2 separate regions of the Mus musculus genome follow, and region 1 is linked to region 2. The links are chromatin contacts, called in public Hi-C maps. All regions are on one chromosome and are shown on one strand. The core of a region is the stretch at or near the end of the contact, and the rest is flanking DNA. Distances in the headings are between cores, read along the strand shown.

Evidence for each region. A called contact is a pair of places that touch in the nucleus more often than the background predicts.
Region 1: a contact with region 2 is called in a Hi-C map of bone marrow-derived macrophages, with 44 read pairs. The contact joins two enhancer-like sites. A contact is called at or near these places in 1 of 15 datasets of contacts at CTCF or cohesin (pro-B cells), 5 of 484 Hi-C or Micro-C datasets (Th1 cells, adipose-derived mesenchymal stem cells, bone marrow-derived macrophages and 2 more) and 1 of 115 datasets of contacts at active chromatin or transcription factors (embryonic stem cells).

What each region holds. Positions count from the first base shown.
Region 1 is chr16:51,996,867-52,001,745 of GRCm38.p6, forward strand. No RefSeq gene overlaps it. Among named protein-coding and RNA genes, the nearest start is that of Gm29686, 12 kb to the left of the region's middle. Within about 2 kb of position 3,380, at least 39 of the 459 cell types and tissues checked have an H3K27ac peak or open chromatin away from gene starts, as enhancers often do. A contact at or near this core is called in adipose-derived mesenchymal stem cells and bone marrow-derived macrophages, where this site is marked.
Region 2 is chr16:51,918,067-51,923,158 of GRCm38.p6, forward strand. No RefSeq gene overlaps it. Among named protein-coding and RNA genes, the nearest start is that of Gm29686, 67 kb to the right of the region's middle. Within about 2 kb of position 3,210, at least 9 of the 459 cell types and tissues checked have an H3K27ac peak or open chromatin away from gene starts, as enhancers often do. A contact at or near this core is called in adipose-derived mesenchymal stem cells and bone marrow-derived macrophages, where this site is marked.

The sequences.
Region 1 (4,879 bases), core at 2,130-4,629, 79 kb after region 2:
AGATACAAAGCCAACCTAGCAGTTTGAACATGTTTGACCCGTAAGATTGACACTGTTAGGAGGTGTGACATTGTTGGGGGAAGTGTGTCACTGTGGAGGTGGGCTTTAGAAGTCTCCCCCTATGTTCAGGCTCCACCCAGTGTGGCCATAAGCTTCCTCCTAGCTGTCTGCAGATGCCAGTCTTCTTCTGGCTGCCTTCAGATCAAGATGTAGAAATTGCAACTCCTTCTCTAGTACCATGTCTGCCTGGATGCTGCTACACTTCCCACAATGATAACAATGGACTGAAACTCTGAAACTGTAAGTCAGCCCCAATTAAATGATCCTTTAATAAGAGTTACCTTGGTCATGATGTCTGTTCATAGTAATGGAAACCAAAACCAAGATAGCTAATGGCCCACTTAAAAAAAATTATGAACTTAGGATTTAAATAGAATATTATTGTGATGGTTTGTATATTCTTGGACCATCGAGTGGCACCATTTGGAGGTGTGGCCTTGTTGGAATAGGTATGACCTGGTTGGAGTAGGCGTGTCACCATGGGTGTGGGCTTAAGACTCTCACCCCAGTTGCCTGGAAGTCAGTCTTCCACTAGCAGCCTTTGGATAAAGAGGTAGAACTCAGCTCTGCATGTGCCATGCCTGCCTGGATACTGCCATGCTCCCACCTTGATGATAATGGACTGAACCTCTGAACCTGTAAGCCAGCCCCAAATAAATGTTGTTTTTATAAGACTTGCCTTGGTCATGGTGTCTGTTCACAGCAGTAAAACCCTAACTAAGACAATCATCAAATGAAGAAATTAAAATGGCAAAAAAAAAAAAAAACTCAAAAAATGTTCATTGCCCTTAGTAATTAGGGAAATGCAAATTAAAACAACACTGAAATTTCATCTTATTCCAGTCAGGATGGCATATATCAACAAAATAACTGACAACAAAAGCCTGAGAGGGAGTGGAGAAAAGAAACCCTTGATCATTGTTGGTGAGGTTGCAAACTCAGTGTGAAGAGTCCTCAAAAAAATTAAAAATAAATCTGCCCTATGTTCCAGCTAAATCATTCTTTGGCACACATCGAAAGCATCATTCACAATAGCCAGAAAATAGAAACAACCGAAAGACCTTCAATTGACAAATAGATAATGAAAGTGTAGTCTATAAACAGTATGGAATACTACTCCATAGTAAAGAAAAATGACAACATGAAGTTTTCAGGCAAAAGGTTGAGAATCAAAAAAGTCATATTGAGTGAGTGAACTCAAACTTAGAAAGAAATATGTGTTCTCTCTCATCTGAGGTCCCTAGCTCCAAATCTTCAAATATGAATCAATAACCTACAATAACTGCAGAAACCAGTAAAGCAAGATTGCTCCTAGGGAGACTAATTTAGGGGAGAATCCTAAGATAAAAATTATCTAAAGAGGTAAATAAAATCATGTAATTAGAGAAGGAGCGAGGAGACTAAAATAGCAGGAAGGATGACTGGCAAAGTCATAAGTGATCATAGTATTAACTATCTTGCTAAAACAGTCTATAGGTTATGTAAGTCTGTGCATAAATATACATATATATCTTAAAAGAAGATTTTCGATCCAGGGTGATGATGCTCTCCCTCAAGAGCCATAAATTATCTATCAAAAAATCTACCCATGAAGAGAAGAAGCCTTCGTTTGATCTGGTGAGCAGGGTTGTCAAAAAGAGTTCCAAAACACGCATGCTATCGCAATTGATTACATCCCAGAGATGGAAGGGAAGTCTATTGCTAAAGACAGTGTGCATTTCAGACTCAGTGCCTAGAACATCTCAGCAGAATCTCCCTGGAAACCTTCCTCCCTAGATTTCATGGTATACAAGACTTGTGAAAGCTTCCAAAGGAGGGATGTAACCAATAGATGCCTGTCCTATGAATCACAGCAGTGACCACCATGTCATGATAATCCTAAGGGTGCAATCGTAACATGTATACCTTCACAGTATCCAAAGATCTCTAATTGGACTTAAGGCCCATTGAACAAAAGGGAAATCTTGGTACTAGAAACTGTCCAAGTATGTGGGGCTAGAGAAGCCTCAGATTTTGGAGGAGAGCCTACACACTCCATTTTAGTAAACCATAATATCTAAATACAAATAAATAATTGTCCTTAAACCCTTAGATAAGTGTAATTTTCACCCATTATTGCAAAAACCTCCCCTTCGCAAAAGATAGAGGTCATTATGGAAACCCACAACCAGTCAAAATGCAGAATTTTACAGACCAGTCCCAAAGCATACATCTATGAAACAACTCCAGCACCGAAGGTCCAAGGATAACTATGAAAGAGGGGGCAGAAAGATAGTAAGAGGCAGAGGAACAGAGAGTTAGGTAAGAGACTTTGTCCCTAGAAATGTCAGAAGCTATATCCATTAAATCTTATAAACATGGTTTCCTGAACATGACCCTCTGAATAGGGAATGCCCAAATACACATGCTAATGTGAATGGGAGAAGGGCCACAGAATGCACTACATAGAGCCAGAGGTTGCTGAGAGTGAGACAAATAATCTTCCCCAGGGAAGAGCATCAACCCTAAAAACATACATGAGTAACATACAGAGTAAGAAGGTTGTATTTATATATTCAGATTTGAGTGTGTGTGTGTGTGTGTGTGTGTGTGTGTGTGTGTGTGTGTGTGTATAAACAAGGAAAAAGACATCATAAATTTAAAAGAAAGAAAAGGTGCCATAAATTGGTGGGTTTGGAAGGAGGAAAGAAAGAGGAATGAGGTAACTGTATTATCATCATCACAAAAAAGAGAAGTTCTTTTTATTAACTGAGAGGTTAAGAGTGTTTGTTATTCTTGAAGAGGTCCTGAGTTCAATTCCCAGTACTCACTGGCAGCTCATAGCTGTCAGCAACTCTATTACCCCAGGAATGGCCTCTTCTGCCCTCAGTGGCCACCTGGCATGTATGGTATACATCCATTTATACACACAAAATGAAAACAAATAAATCTTCTAACAAAAGAATATCATGTGTAAGGGAACAATTTCTTCCTCAGATAGCAGATCTTATGCTATGTCAAATGATGTTTTTCTCTTAAAAATCACACTTCAATTTACATTTTCAGTTATGTGAAGTGGGAAAAGTTAATTTGATTGTAGATGAATACTTCTTACGTTTTATTCTTAATCCATACACTGAAAAATGCTTTATGTTAATCATGTATTCATTTAATAATTTGTCTTTACAAACTTAATAATAAGAAGCAACTTTAAAGAGTCAGAGAAGTCTGGACTAGAGGAAGTTTCTCCCTCCGATGGCTCACACGAGTCATAACTACCACTCATAGACTTCTGCCTATTGCTTAACAGTCTGGAACTCTTGAGTCAGGGAGCGGATTCCTAAGAACCAACTGTGGGAGTTTCTCATGTCCCTGCAAGATTCTTATTTGGAAAGCATCAGCAGAATTTACCACAATGGAACTTGGGGAGAACTGATTTAAGGTTTACTCAGTTCCTGCTCTTGTATGTTATTGAATCCACAAAGTCAACACCTACCATGATGCTCACAAGCCAATGTCAACAGAGTACAGACTCTTGTCTTCCCTCAGTCACTTCCCAGGAGAGTCACAAGCTTAATATAGAGATTTGAGATCCTCCCAGGAAGCTTGCCCTAATGCATGGCCCACCACTCTAATTCAATACAAGTGGGAGTGTGTGGTACTTTGTGTTTCTTAGATAATACTTTCTACTTAATATTCCTTCTTTGTTCAGAGTGGTATCATTCCAAGACATTGACCTAAAATGTTTCTAAAATCTGAGTGAATTGGTTTTGAAGTAATACCAGTAGGTAAATGAGTGCAGTGTATCTGAAAGCATACTTTCACTAGGGATAAAAGAGTTTTCACAACCCAAGAATATACTTAGTGTGTCTAAAGCCTGAATTTACACACTTCTATTGATACAGATTTCTCATATCCTATGTTAATTCAAACTGTTAGATTTTGTTTCCTTGTATATTTACAAAATTCTGATGCCTTTCTATCTCACAATGAGGTTTTCTATATTCAGTACCAACATGTGTGTTCCTTAGCAATAACTGCCTTCAGGACTTCCTGTCCAGGGTCCTGCTATCCACAGGAAGCTCCAACATGTGGTGTGATTCATCCTGAATTTACTGCTACACTAGCCAGCCTGACTGACTCTCCTGATATCAATGAGCCTCTTCTGTTCCCAGAAGTCAGTGTGATTATTAGGCATTATACACTCAGTCATCTGTACATAGGGCAGTCTTCTGGGGGCACTATCCATAGATGAATATTGGCTTTCAATCAGCTCCACTTTCAAGATTAGCCTTTTCCAACAGCTTATTTATTCTTCTCTTAAAACTTTAATTGTCTAGCTTTTCAAAATGATTCATTTACAAACCTCTGAGTTCCCAAAACCATGCTTGAGAATCTTTCCTTAAACCAAATAAATATTTCTTTTCTGGCTTTACCGTCATATATTGGGCAAACAGCATCAGGGCCATGAGATGATCGGGATGAAAGTGAAAATGTTCCCCAGCTCCACTGTGATTGACAGCTTGGCGTGCCCCTTCCACCTTCCTACACCTCTCACTTTCTAGTAGGTGTTCCTAAAATATATAAGCTCTTTTTCACCTGGCTTCTGCTACACTGTGATAAAGCTGAAAAAGATTGCTTCTCTAGAACCGAGCCTATATAAAACTCAGAAACTTAAACTTCTAACAACGAGCTAAAGAAATATCCTTCTTTCTATATGTTAACTGCCTTTAGTATTTCATTGTAGAAACACAAAGCTAATTATGTTTTCAAGAAATTCTTATTTTGGGAAGTGCAGAGTAGCATGCTGAATATGAAAGTCATGACCATACCTTTGTAC
Region 2 (5,092 bases), core at 1,960-4,459:
TCTTGAGTTTAATACCGCATTCATTCACCTTCAAAGGGGGAGTGACTCACGCTTTGATTTCATCACTAAAAGCCAGAGACTTGCTGGGGCACTGTTACCTGAGAAGAAAATATAATAATAAATAAGTAATGAATAAGAATTCATCACACAAGCTCTTTCAGACCATTGACATGATGATGTCTATAATCTGAGTCACAGAAAACCCAATGGAGTGAGCACAAAAAAAGACCTTTATCACGTGCTTTGAAATGATTGATTTGTATGTAAAGTATAGTCTGTTGATGTAAAAACAAACAAACAAACAAGCAGATAGATCAGCTAGAACGTATTGATAATGATTGAAACTAGATAATGAGACAGTCATGTCTGAGATATATTCAAAAGTTAGATACTATGCACCCCAGCATTCAGGTGATAGAAGTCACAGGGAGCTACAGTGTTTGCAGTTAGCTTAGGATTTTGTGAGATTTCATCTGGGGTGGGTAAGGGAAGGAGGGAAATAGTTTTGCTAAGAACTAAATATATTATCAGAGAGAAAGGAAATAAAAATGTTATAGATTTTATGAATTGAGTAGGCCTATCTAGAATTAAGTACTTTAGTAAATAAGAGTATCTGTGTAGTCTCTGTAAAAATATAGAAACTGAAATATTAATACTTAAATTACTGAATTTTTTCATACTAATGAAGCTTTGTCATTTGTGTAAGTCTCTAAAGCTATAGAAACATGACCAAATATTGTCTTGTAATTTTAGTTTTATGAGACCAAAGTATGTATGAATATGTATAAATATGGATATGAATATGTATAACCATACATACATATATATCCATGTGTCTATATGTCTCCATATAGAGAGAAATGTGTATGTATGTATGTATGTATGTAGTATGTTTACACACACATACACACACACACACTACACATGGCCAAAAGATTTTTCTGCTCACAAGATTAAGAAGAGACAACTGAAAGAACTGATTATCTCTCTTCATTAACCTTGATATAAACAACACCAAGATGATGCCATATATTAAAATGTTTTGGTGATTGCAAAGTTCAAACTCCATAGGAAAATATGTCTAATGCATGAAATGAAAACACTAGAAAAGTAGAAACATATATAACCTATGAGTCTTTTTGGAAAAAAAATTTTTTTTTCTTCTCAGGTCACAGTGCCTCCAGCAAGTCTCTGGCTTTTAGTGATGGAATCAAAGCATGAGTCACTCTCCCTCTGAAGGTGAATGCAGTGTTAAACTCAAGATTTCATCTGTGATTTTATAAGTAATATATATTCACACACACCATCAGGACTGGCAGTCATGCACAGATGGTTAGAGGTGGTTTTACTAGAATTGAAGAAAGGATTCATAGCTATGAGCTAGAAAAGATGAGTTTTACATCTGATGCACATATAATGGGCTTATCTTAGATTCATACTATAACTTTATTTTAAATACCATGGACCAGGTATATAAAAGAAGACCTGGACATGGTTGGCCTTTATTTTTCTTTTTTCAAACCTCTCCCCGTGTTTACAGATTTTTTTTTTCCTTTAAAGATCTCCTTTAGGTCAGCGCTATTTTGGATTTGTGAATTTCTTAGGAGGTCAGACTCCTGATATTACAACTAATTCAGACAAAGAGGGAACTATAAATTTATCTTCCTTGAAATATAATCCTGCTCTGAAAGAAGGAAACCACTAGACATCCAAAAAGGTAGTTCTTTAATGTCCTCTGCAGGAAGAAATAAAATGATACTGAACTTGGTAAGGTTTGGAGACAGCACAGCAAGAGATCTGTGAAGAAAAAAAATTAAAACAAATAAAACAATAAAGCCTTGTTACATTTTCCATATAAAACCTAGGCCTGAAGGTGCAGGCCTGTAAAACCCAAACTGCTTAAGACACAGTAAGATTGAAAGGTCAAGGTCAGCCTGGGCAAACTAGCAAGATTCTATCTTGAGATTTTATTTTCTTTTAAAGTTCAAAAAATCTGAAGTGGTTAAATATTTGCCTAGCATGGGTGGAGCCAGGCATTCAATCACCTGCACTGAAATTCTAATTAAATTTCCACATATAGCTATCTGCTATAGAACAGAAGAGATTATTAACTGGGTTATACACATATTAATTATGTTTCTGAAAGATCAAGAAGCACTGGAAAGAACCATGAAATGCAGAAAACACCTTCCAAAAGAGAAAGCTGGCAGTCATCATTTAAGAAATGAGAAAAAAATTAGATAACTTATATTATAATGTTGAATAAGCTTTTAGAAAATATGTCACATGACATCAATGTGTTTTTAATACATCAGAAATAAGAATGTGCATAGACTGTAAATCTACTGTTTACAAATTAATGAAAACAATAGAAAAAATTTTAATTTCCCTGTATTTGGAGGTGCCAGGAGAGTATAATAAAGAAGTAATTTCAGTATTTTATAATACAAAACTGACAGCAACATGGCCGTAACATTTCAGCAAAAGTAAATTGTCTCCAGATGCACAAATACTCTCTATGATTATAATGGAATTGAATTAGAAAGTAGCAAAATTGCCTCCACTTACGTAAACACTACAATAATCTAGACACAATGTCACTAACTTAAAAGTACACAGAGTTGGGCACTGGAATCAAGAACATGCACATATGTATGGACCACTAACCTGCGGCAGACAGTCCCAAAGGCAAGCTGATGGGAAATTATTTTCTTCCAATGATACTAGAAGCTGATATCCACATACCAAAACATCACCATCAGTTTAATCCTCATTTCTAATAACTGATACCCAAAAATTAACTCTAGTTTTTCAAAGATCTAAATGTGAGGCCTAAGGTTACAAACGGTCTAAACCAAAATACAAAAGAAAATCTTTCTGATTTCAGGCAGTTTATTAAGCATATTACCAGAAGCTGCTCAACCCATAAAATGAAAAGAAAAAAGTGTGACTTCATCAACATGTGGAACACTTAGATTTTATTTTTGAAATCTGAATTAGAAGAGAAAACCGCAAACCAAGGACTGGTAGAATCTATTGGTAAACCACATATCTCATAAAACAATTGCATCCAGAACTCAGCAATAAAAACTGAGCTTCCTTAAAAGGAATAGGGAAAGAGCCCTTTCAGCAAAATGCAGAAGGGATGACAGATAAGCACATGAAAAGTTGCTCAACACCATCAGTCATTAGGGAAATAAAATCAAAACCAGAAGGAGATAACAACACATTGGAATGGTGCACGTCGTAGAAAGGAAGTAGGCAAAATGGGATGCTATATGCGGCCAGTGGGGATCTAAAGTAGGACAAACACTTGCAACTTAGTTTTAAACTTAAAAAAATAGTAGAGCTTAGCCCCTGTCTTAGTCATTGTTCTATTGCTGACCAAGGCAACTCCTTTTTTTTTTAATTTTTAAAAATTTTTTATTAGGTATTTTCCTCGTTTACATTTCCAATGCTATCCCAAAAGTCCCCCATACCCACCCCCCCACTCCCCTACCCACCCCCTCCTCCTTTTTGGCCCTGGCATTCCCCTGTACTGGAGCATATAAAGTTTGCAAGTCCAATGGGCCTCTCCTCTTAAAGGAAAGCATTTAACAGGGACTAGCTTACAATTTAAGAGGCTTGGTTCATTTTCATCATGGCAAGGAACATGGTATCACACATGGCATTGGGAAAGTTATTAAGAGCTATATCCTGATCTGCAGGCTGAAAGAGGGAAGGAGGGAGGGAGGGAGGGAGGGAGGGAGGGAGGGAGGGAGGGAGGGAGGGAGGGAGGGAGGGAGGGACAGACAGAAACACACACAGACAGACAGCGCCAGTCACGAGTTTTTGTAGCCTTAAAGCCTGCCCCTACCAAAGAGTTCTACTCCCAGCTAGTAAGCATTCAAATATGAGCCTGTGGAAGCCATAGTTTTTCAAACCACCACAGCAAGTTTAGACATCACTACTCTTGCCTTTAAAAGGAAAATTTAGCCAATCTGATTTTCTTGGATCAATCCACAAGTCGCATGTTTTCCTATCATCTTGGAATCTAAATGTCAGTTGATGACTAGTGTCAAAATGGGGGCCTGTTTAATGCAAAGAGCATTAAAGCCACCCAAAGAGCAGAAATGATGGATAAGTTGTATGTGGTAGATATATAGATACAAATGATTTAGTCTCTATACTTCTGGTTATTTCCCCAAAGACATAAAACTGCATGTTCTATAAAACAATGGTCAGAAATGCCGCCAAAGTAGAAAGAAGTATTCATTATCAGGTAGTAAGTGAATAGGTAACAAAGAGGTATTTATATAAAGAGAGGAATCTATATTTTGTGATGCTTATATTGATTGTAAACTTGACAGAATCTAGAATCATTAATTGTATGTACTTCTGAAATGTTACCTTTTTTAGATTAATTAAGATGGGAATACCCACTGTGGGTGATACCATTCCATAGGCTGCGGTCCAAAGCTGATTAAAAGGAAGAAATTATGCTGAGCCCATTCAGCAGGTTCTCTTTCCTGAGTTAGGATGCAACATGACCAGCTGCTTTTAAAGTTCCTGCTGCCTTTACTTCCCTACTCTAATGGACTGTAGCTTGTAACTGTGAGATAAAATAAACACTTTCTTCTTAAGTTACTTTTTTCAGAGCATTTGATCATAACAGGATGCACGCACACACACACCCTCATGAGAGTGTGGTGGTGGTGGTGTGTGTGTGTGTGTAGCTTTACCATATACCAACAGTATAGACAATGGCCAAATGACAGTGTGTTTGAATCTTAAAGCAGTTTAGTGATTGAATGTAGCCCCACAGAAAAGGGATGCCACCTGATTTCATTTACATTTAATGTTAATAAACATTGGAGCAATCCGAGGTTGCCTGAGGACGAAATATATTGCTGTGGGAGGGAGGGACTATAAAGGGACTTCAGGAAGCCTTTGAGGATGATGGATATCCTCATTGTCACAGCTGTTCTAGATTCATTCACACACATATGTCAAATTACATGCTTTGAATAGACACCGCTTATTTTTATTTATTAAGCTTCCATGAGACTTTGAAAATTATTAGAATATGCATTAGATAGTGATTTACCTATGA